Regions from separate parts of the Gossypium hirsutum genome. Here all the other regions are linked to region 1. The links are chromatin contacts, called in public Hi-C maps. All regions are on one chromosome and are shown on one strand. Each heading gives the region's core, a stretch centred on a gene start, on an enhancer-like site or on the middle of the called end of the contact. The rest is flanking DNA. Distances are from core to core; before and after follow the strand shown.

What was found. Hi-C and Micro-C count contacts between places; a contact is called where the count stands out from the background.
Region 2: a Hi-C map of leaf shows a contact between it and region 1, with 2.2 times the contacts expected there. The contact joins the promoter of LOC107911714 here to the promoter of LOC107954611 in region 1. A contact is called at or near these places in 2 of 34 Hi-C or Micro-C datasets (both in leaf).
Region 3: a contact with region 1 is called in a Hi-C map of leaf, with 2.2 times the contacts expected there. The contact joins the enhancer-like site here to the promoter of LOC107954611 in region 1. A contact is called at or near these places in 15 of 34 Hi-C or Micro-C datasets (callus, fibers, hypocotyl and 1 more).

Annotation. Positions count from the first base shown.
Region 1 is chrD08:32,944,772-32,947,685 of Gossypium_hirsutum_v2.1, reverse strand. It overlaps LOC107954611 (rab GTPase-activating protein 22), which reads right to left and starts at 1,403. Exons shown (of 5, transcript XM_016890220.2): 1 at 527-1,403. The coding sequence starts at 690.
Region 2 is chrD08:32,693,517-32,696,430 of Gossypium_hirsutum_v2.1, reverse strand. It overlaps LOC107911714 (pyridoxal reductase, chloroplastic), which reads left to right and starts at 1,497. Exons shown (of 8, transcript XM_016839614.2): 1 at 1,497-1,774; 2 at 1,882-2,110; 3 at 2,254-2,347; 4 at 2,446-2,569; 5 at 2,735-2,836. The coding sequence starts at 1,646.
Region 3 is chrD08:32,816,552-32,819,465 of Gossypium_hirsutum_v2.1, reverse strand. No RefSeq gene overlaps it. Among protein-coding and RNA genes, the nearest start is that of TRNAL-UAG, 5.9 kb to the right of the region's middle. Within about 2 kb of position 1,460, at least 7 of the 9 cell types and tissues checked have an H3K27ac peak or open chromatin away from gene starts, as enhancers often do. A contact at or near this core is called in fibers and leaf, where this site is marked.

The DNA of each region.
Region 1 (2,914 bases), core at 154-2,653:
TAAAACTAGAGTATTTCTTATTCTTTTTCGAAGTCTATCAGTTTCTGTTGATTATGAGTGTTAATATTCAAATATATCAACAATAGAAAGTCATAATCATGAATAAAATCCTAGCAGATTGAAGCAGTCTAAAGGCAGCCTTAGTCAACGATAAAAAAATATGTTAAAAAAATAAGGTTGCCAAGTCACATTAACACAGATTCAAAAAAAAATAAGTAAAGCAAAGAAAATATTAGAATTTGAAATAAACAACCAAAAAATGGAGCAAAAATGACTGGAAATACTAACAAACAAGAAGCAGAAACCCTAATTAGCGAAAAGAGAAAAAGTTTTAAGGGGAGTAGAAAGAATCTAAATGAAAAAAAAAGGAAGCAAGGCAAACAAGGAAACAAATAGTTTCGAACTTATACAAAGGGGAAAGAATTGAGACAGGAGATCGGGATCTGAATCGAAAATCTAACAAGAGATTACTGAAACGAGCAAGTGTTTGAGGGAAAAAGGGAGAAGAAAGGGGACGAGGACTCACCGATCAGAGGAAGAACAAGAAACTGGGGAAGAAGAGGTAACAACGAATAGAACCGAACGCAAATGAATCCATGAAGATGATGACGATGACGATGACGAAGAGGGTGAAGGTGAAGGTGAGTTCGGAGATGAAGATGAAGTCTGACTTCTTCTAAGAGCTCTCATCTATTAGAGTTTGATTCTTATCGACTACTCTTACTACGAACCGGTACTAGGGGTTTCGGAGATTTGCTTTTACCGTTAAGCATTGAATGATCGATCAGTTCACTTTTTTTTTGGGGGGGGGAGGAGGGATTTTCTTTTTACCTAGTAGTAGTGAAGAAAATGGCGGCAAAGAGAGCGAGGCCGGCAACAGCAGTAACGGCGACGGTAGTTTTGGAGGGCGGCATGGGTACAGAGGACCAGAATCCTCCTCCGCCGCCGCCAAAGTGGTGGATTCCGGTAGGGCTGTTGTTGGCTGAGGGGAGCATGGAAGGCTTGAGGTGGAGGAAACCAAAGCAAGATGCCCGACCTACCCCTTCCTTTTAACTTCTTCCTCTTGAGTTTTTCTTTTTCTTTTTAGCTTTGTTGACTGCTTTGCTTTCTCAAATCTCAACAGCTCCTTTCTTTTATTATGTTTTCCTGATTGGGTTTTGGTTTATTCGGCCGCCCGCCCAATGAATGAATCGAGAAAGAAAGGTGTATTTGAGTTATGTGCCTATCTAGACTCGACTCCATACTACATAGCTGCTCAGAGAGAGAAGAGTTCTCAAACTGAAAGATTTGATTTCAGATTGTTTCTACTACCTACGCTAATTATTTCCGCTGTTAAGTATTGGTCCCTTCTCGCTTTCTTTATTATTTTATTATTTCTCCTTTTCTTTTTTGAATTCCATTTGTTTCCAAATGCAAATTAACCATAAAACCTTTGGGTTAAATATATTTTCATCACCGCCACAATCAATCCAAAATCTGTTTATTACTTTTATATTGCTTCTACTTCTATATTTTAATTCAAAAATTATTCCTCATAAGTCCCGCTTAATAAAATTTTTTTTATAAAAATTCCACACCAGTTTATGTTATTTTTGTTATAAATATCTTATTAAGTGGATGTTCATCATGATCAAAATAAAATTTTAATATACTTTAAATTCTAATAGTTATTAGAATTAGATCTCTACTTCTTTTATTCTTCTTATGCTTATAAATAGAGACTCTTATGAAGCATTGTAATCACCCCTTTTGATTAATAAAGTACATTATCTATTACTTTCATATTTCTTTGTTCTTTATTCTCCCCATCTCTCTCTATTTTATAATAATTTTTAGTTAAAATCCTTTTTTTTAATTAAAAATCCAAAAACTCTTATTCTTAGTAGAGATGTTCATGAGTCAGGTCGGATCAAATTTGTAACACCCCTCGCCCATCTCAATCGCTAGGTTCGAGCTACGGAATGCTACAGTCATTAACGGAGCAACTACAGACAATTAAGATTCACTTTAAAACATAAATAATGCAAACACAACCATTACAGATCATAAATAATGCTTTGAAGTTTTCCCGGAATCGTGTTAGGACCAAATTGCAACATTTTCAAAATTTTAAAACAACGTCACGACGTGACCGTCTGACTTGCCTTATTGTGCCGATGGGATTCCTTGCCATTCCATGGTCCACAACCCAAATCTCATCGCAACGATCATTGCTAGACTTCGTAACGTGAACTCTATTTTTGGCACAAAATAGACCTTTTGGTGCCTACTTCAACCAACCAAACCATTTTCCACATTTGGTGCACTTAGCACAACATTCCACCTACATAAAACATGTCATAATACATATCAAAAACCTCACAACATTATCTCAATTCAATCTATCAAACATGTCTTCATTTGAACAACAAAACATAACAATTTGCTTAATCAATTCAATATACTCATCAATACATTTTACCATTCCTTATCATCACATTTACTACCTCATTTCATACTAATCTTACCATTTAAAATGTCAAACACAAAGTGACACAAGTTACCAAAACATACATCCTCACTTTTGAACATTAACACTTCATGATTCAAACATTAACCGAGTTCAAAAAAACTATCTAACCATAGAAACTCATATAAATATAACACATGTACATACCACATAATCGAGCTTAAAACAAGCATAAGTTTACCGAGTAGATAACATGATAGTGTGAGCTTCGAGGTGACCCGATCGACGAGTTCCATAAACTGACAATCTATTAAAAAAAAGGAAAACGACTAAGTAAGCATTTTGAATGCTTAGTAAGTTCATAGGTATTAAAACGATATACTTACCTTGATTTACAATTAACATATCAAAGTAACTAACTTGACACAATTTGCCTGACATATCAATTCGCAACAACAATATAAG
Region 2 (2,914 bases), core at 248-2,747, 250 kb after region 1:
TAAGTCCATCTTGAACAAGTACAGTGCTACTATCACGAACCCACGAAGTATCTTTCTTCTCCCAAAGGCAACAACTTGTAGCCACCTGTACTTGTCGAGGTATCACCTTAATGGAAAGACCCCACTCAAATGGTATCTCCTTCTTGCCATATACAATCTGAACAGGGTAGAAGCCTTAACCATGCCCCAAACGACCACATAAAAAATAGAAGAGTGACAGTTGTTCATATTAGAATCTAGCATAAATGGAATGAGCATGTGGCAAGGCGATCTTCTTCCTCCTTTTCAAAGGTGCTTGAATGTCAATCTATACCCAAATCTGCATATACTCTCCAAAAACCCCTACTAACTAACTTCGCTTCATAATCCATAAAAGATCCCAAGAAGGCCCTAAACTACCTTGCCATACTTTCAGACATCAATCCCATCGTAAGATCATGAATCTGAACCCAATAATTGACAGAGTACAATGGCACCCTTAATGGATCCTCCCCCGATTTTTGTTTATATAAAACCAGGATATGCTTATTAAACGTCCATGGGTTGCCATCTATCACCCTATTGATATCAATGGCATAATAGAATTCGAATAGGTATCCTTTCTCACCCAGATCTGATATTGAAATTCTTCCATGAGGATGCCAAAGAGTGGCCAAAGTCGTGTGTATAGTCTAGAATTTAATAACATAGCAGTCAAGAAAGTCTTAACCAAACAAAGGCTTGTATCAGTTGTAGTCACCCTTTCATCAGCATGAAGTTGTCACGCTTTATCTTCACCACCATCTAAGGACAACGCCACGACCTATATATCCACCACAGAAAACGCCCGAACAAGACAAACCCCTAGCCACAAAAAAACCGACCAAATAACCACCTTGGTAATGAACAACCGTGTTAAAACAACAGACATTTTAACAATTAAATTTAAATGTACCAAACAAGTTGTTATGATCATATAAAACCTATGCAGAATTCAAAATCCAAACCTTTACCAATTTCTTGACCTCTTAAAAAAATTATAAAAATAAATTTAACATCTAACATTTATTGATTTTTTTTCATTTTGGTATTTTTTTATTAGTTATTTTAGTCCTTAACCTTTAAAATGTAGTCAAATTATTTGCTTTTGGACAGAAAAAACTAACTGAACTGTTAAAATTCAATAATATTGACATGGTAACTCATGTGATATTTCACGTATACTTCATTACTAAAATGGATAAATTTTCTAAAAATTTTTATGATTTTTAAAATTTTTTTTTTTTAAATTTTTTATTTTTTGAATTTTTATGAATTATACGTGGATTTCCACACGAGTGACCACATCAATGCCGTTAGAATTTTAGCGGTTCAGTAAATTTTTCATCCAAAAGCAAGTAAATTGACTAAATTTTAAAGGTTGAGGACCAAAATGACAATAAATAAAATAAAAGAATAAAATTACAAAATGAGTAAAGTCATTATACCTATAAAAGAAATACAAGCAACGACCATGCATGATCTTTCCAAGTTTCAATTCCAACCGCAAGAAGGCTTCGCTCAGAAAAAAAAAAAAAAACAAAAACCACAAGAAGGCATAACCGTAACTAACAATGCACTCCACTGACTTTTATGTTTTTTCTCAAGTGCTAGAGTGTATGAGAACATGGCGATGGCTCTCTCAAACTCAGTCCCGTCAGCTTGCATTATCTGTCTCAGTGCTTCTAATCAATTCTATCCCCCATCTTCACCTTTCAAGTCTCTCAAGCCCCCTCTCTTCTGGCCATGGCAAAAGGTAATCCCTCCAGTTCTTAACCATGTCTACACTCGAGTACAGGTTCTCCTTTCTATTTTGATATTATCCGGTCTACATGTGTTTCAGTGATGGGTTTTCCTGGGCAGGTGAAAATGGGTCCTTTGACTGTTTCTCCAATGGGGTTTGGGACGTGGGCATGGGGAAACCAGCTTCTCTGGGGTTACCAACCTTCAATGGATTCTCAACTTCAACAGGTTTTTAATCTTGCCGTGGAGAATGGCATCAATCTTTTTGACACCGCCGATTCTTATGGGACTGGCAGACTCAACGGACAGAGTGAAAAGCTTTTAGGGAAGTTCATTAGAGAATTTCAAGGTTGGTTAAATTTCTTTTTCAATCTTTATATGTGGGTTTTACAAATCACAATAGCTGATAAAGACCAGGATCCCTATATTACAATAGAGATTGTTAATCTTACCATTCTGATATTTAAGTTTGAATATTGTTTGCAATCTCAGGGGAAAAACGGATACGAGATGAGATTGTGATTGCCACAAAGTTTGCAGCTTACCCATGGCGTCTAACATCAGGGCAATTTGTTCAAGCTTGCAGGTTTGCTGTTCAATGGGTTCCATAAAAGTGATCCTCTTTGTGGCACAATTGGCTGAAAGGTTGTGGTCATTAAATTTGATTAAGAACTGTTTTTCCAGGGCCTCTCGGGATCGAATGCAGATTGAACAAATCGGAATAGGACAATTACACTGGTCTACTGCAAACTATGCTCCCCCACAAGAGTTGGCACTTTGGAATGGTTTAGTGGCAATGTATGAGAAGGTTAACCAAAATATGATATTTCAGTTACTATAAAATGAGATCATCATATTTCATTAGCATATATGAAAGTTTGTCCAAGAATTAACTTGAACTGCAAAAAGTTAAGAGACCTACATTCTACATAACAAACATATAAGAAGAAAATCTACTTTATATAATTTGCAGGGCTTAGTTAAAGCTGTTGGAGTTAGCAATTATGGACCCAAACAGCTCGTAAAGATTCATGATTACCTTAAAGCCCGAGGAGTCCCACTCTGCTCAGCTCAGGTAGAGGCAATTCACACCTTTTTCTCCTTCTTTGTGTTACAAGGAATTTTAGTTTTTTTATTCTTGTGTTTCAGGTAG
Region 3 (2,914 bases), core at 211-2,710, 130 kb after region 1:
TACATAGGCAAACTGGAAGGAAATGACTTTGTATAAATTTCGCCATATCTTCAAGTGCATAACTGAAAGAACTTGAATTTTAAGAAGATTGTAACAGATCCACCTCAGAAAATTAAAACCAATAAACAAAAACACAATAACCAACTAGCAGTCAACTTGTCAAGTCAAAGCACTCACGCATAAATCATTGCAAATAAAAACTATACACAACCAAACAAACTTCATAAGGCAATCAAGATAAAGTATAACTTGAAATAAACCACAAGAGTCTATGTTTCTGATACTGCTGATCAGTGACAGGCTTCTTATTAGCAGCTGGTCCAATCCGCATTGCCCTAGTTGAACAATAAATCCCATACATTTCAGTCATTGCACGAATTTGTTCAGTTTCATCACTAAACTTTACAAAGCCATAACCTTTAGACCGGCCATAACTGAATTTAACTACTAAGTTTCACAATAGTAGCATTGCTGCTGCAAGTCCAGTAGACATAACAAAAGAGAAATTAAAAAGATAAAAAATAATAGCCAACCGAGCATCCGTTAAAATTAAGTCATGATTAACATTTAAGTACTAAGTTTCATCTTGGACACCCCCTCACTTATAAATAAAAATAAAAACAATCAGCTTTCATTCATTCTTCGTAAGAATGGATGAAAAATAACTAACCTGCATCACTGGGAGAATCATAAGATAGGATTCTGTAGAAGTCGACATTCAAAGATGGTATACATATAAGACCATTTTAAATTTATAATACTGAATGTGGTTTCAAAAAGTTTCCACCGCATAATTTGTAAAACAATCTTGGTTTCTTTCTGATACCGATGACCAAGGGCCAACATTAGATAATACTGTTAAGTGAAACAAAGCATAATGCCAAGGCAACCCTTACCAATAACCATAACAAAGAAAAGGTAAAAAGATCCTTAAAACCACAATGCATAAACATGTAAGATCCTAATATCCGACTCCATGAAATACTAAGTATGTTACTCAGATTCAGATGTGAATATCCTAAACAGGTATTTGTCCAACACATGCTCAAATTTCCCAAGTTTTTCATATGCTTGGAGAGATCTAGGAGGGTCAAATTCCCACCATATTCATATCCATATATGTACTGGATACAAGTGCTAGACATGGGTGTTTCAAGAAAAATGAAGAGTCGGAATGTCATAAAATACGAGCAAGTGAGCAGAGCAAAAACAAAAAAAATTAGGAAATTCGAGATGATAGGAAAACTCGTTCTTACAGCTTGTATGTTCCTATCCTCATCATCAAAAAAGAGCATTGAGTTGAAGGGAATCCCAGCCCTTGAGTGACTTCTCTGGAATTGATCGATCTGCTCAAACCTCAAAATGAATAAGAAATTGGGAGAAGCGTAGTTTAGGGTTTGGATTTGGTTGAAAAATGAGAGCTTTTTAACTATAAGAGGGGGGTTGTTTGACCTATAGATTTGGTACGGCGCCCTTTTTCTTTTCTTGAAACGATGTCGGTTTTGCTTTGTTTTTGGGGAAATGGTGTCATTTTTTTAAACTAAAATTATTTTTTGCGGCAAACACCGCTATTGCTTAAATTATTTTTTAAACTAAAAACGCCATAAAAAATTATTTTATTTTGAACAAAACGACGCCGTTTGTATATAGTAACGGTGTTTTTTGCTAAAAACGCCTCTAAAACTCACATATTTTTTATATTCAATTATTGTATCTTTCATATAAATTTTAAATAAATAATTCTTAAATTTTTTAAGTAATATTTATAAGAATTAGATAAAATTATAAATTTTAGTTTTTTATTTCATTTTTATTTTTGTATTTTATTTTTATTTCTTATAATCTGGTCCTATTAAATTAAATAATTACCTATAATCCATATCAATCTATTACTTTTTTTAACTTATTTATTAATTCTAATTAAACTAATATTTAAATATATCAAATGGTTTAGATTAAATATTTTTAAATATAAAAGCATTAATTAATTGTATAAAATTTTATCATTTAACAAATCTCAAGTAAACATTAACCTTAAACCCTAAATTAACCATTTAATACATATAAAGTCTATCTATTATATATCTCTTAAATAATTTAATTTCAATATAGTAAATTTATTATTATCTTTTTTACAATTATATAAGAACATATTTAATATATAAATTAAAAAAACTAACTAATCTAACCCCTAACCCTTAACCCTTAACCCCTAAACCTTAAATCCCAACCCTTAAACTATAATCCCTAATGCATAAACCCTAAATCCATACTCCTTAAACCTTACACTATTAACTCCTAAAGCGGCCTTAAATCTTAAATTTATCATATACCCTAAACCAAAAACCCTAAACTATAGTGATAATTAATTCAATATTTTAAAATTAATACTATCTCTTTTACGATTATATAAGAAATTTTTTAATATGTAAATTAAAAAACACTCAGTAATGTACCCAAAAAACTTAAAAATTATTTTAAATAACAGTATTTTAATTTTTCCATTTTTAACAAATATTTTTCTATGTTTTTTATTTCAAATTATTTCTACGTGTCATTATTTTTTTTGAAGATTTTGAATATTCAATTAAAAATAATTTGAATTTTAATTAATATAAATAAACTAATTAAATAATAAATAGACAGATAAAATATTTTTTGCGGTGCTTTTTCAAAAACGCTGCTAAAAATAGAGCATTAGCGACGCTTATTCAAAAACGCTGCTAAAGACCCGAGCATTAGCGGCGCTTTTCAAAAACGCCACTAAAGCCCCGAGCATTAGTGGCGCCTTTCCAAAAACGCCACTAAAGCCCGGAGCATTAGCGGTGCTTTTCCAAAAACGCCGTTAAAGCCCCGAGCATTAGGCGCTTTTTCAAAAACGCCGTTAAAGCCCCGAGCATTAGTGGCGCTTCTT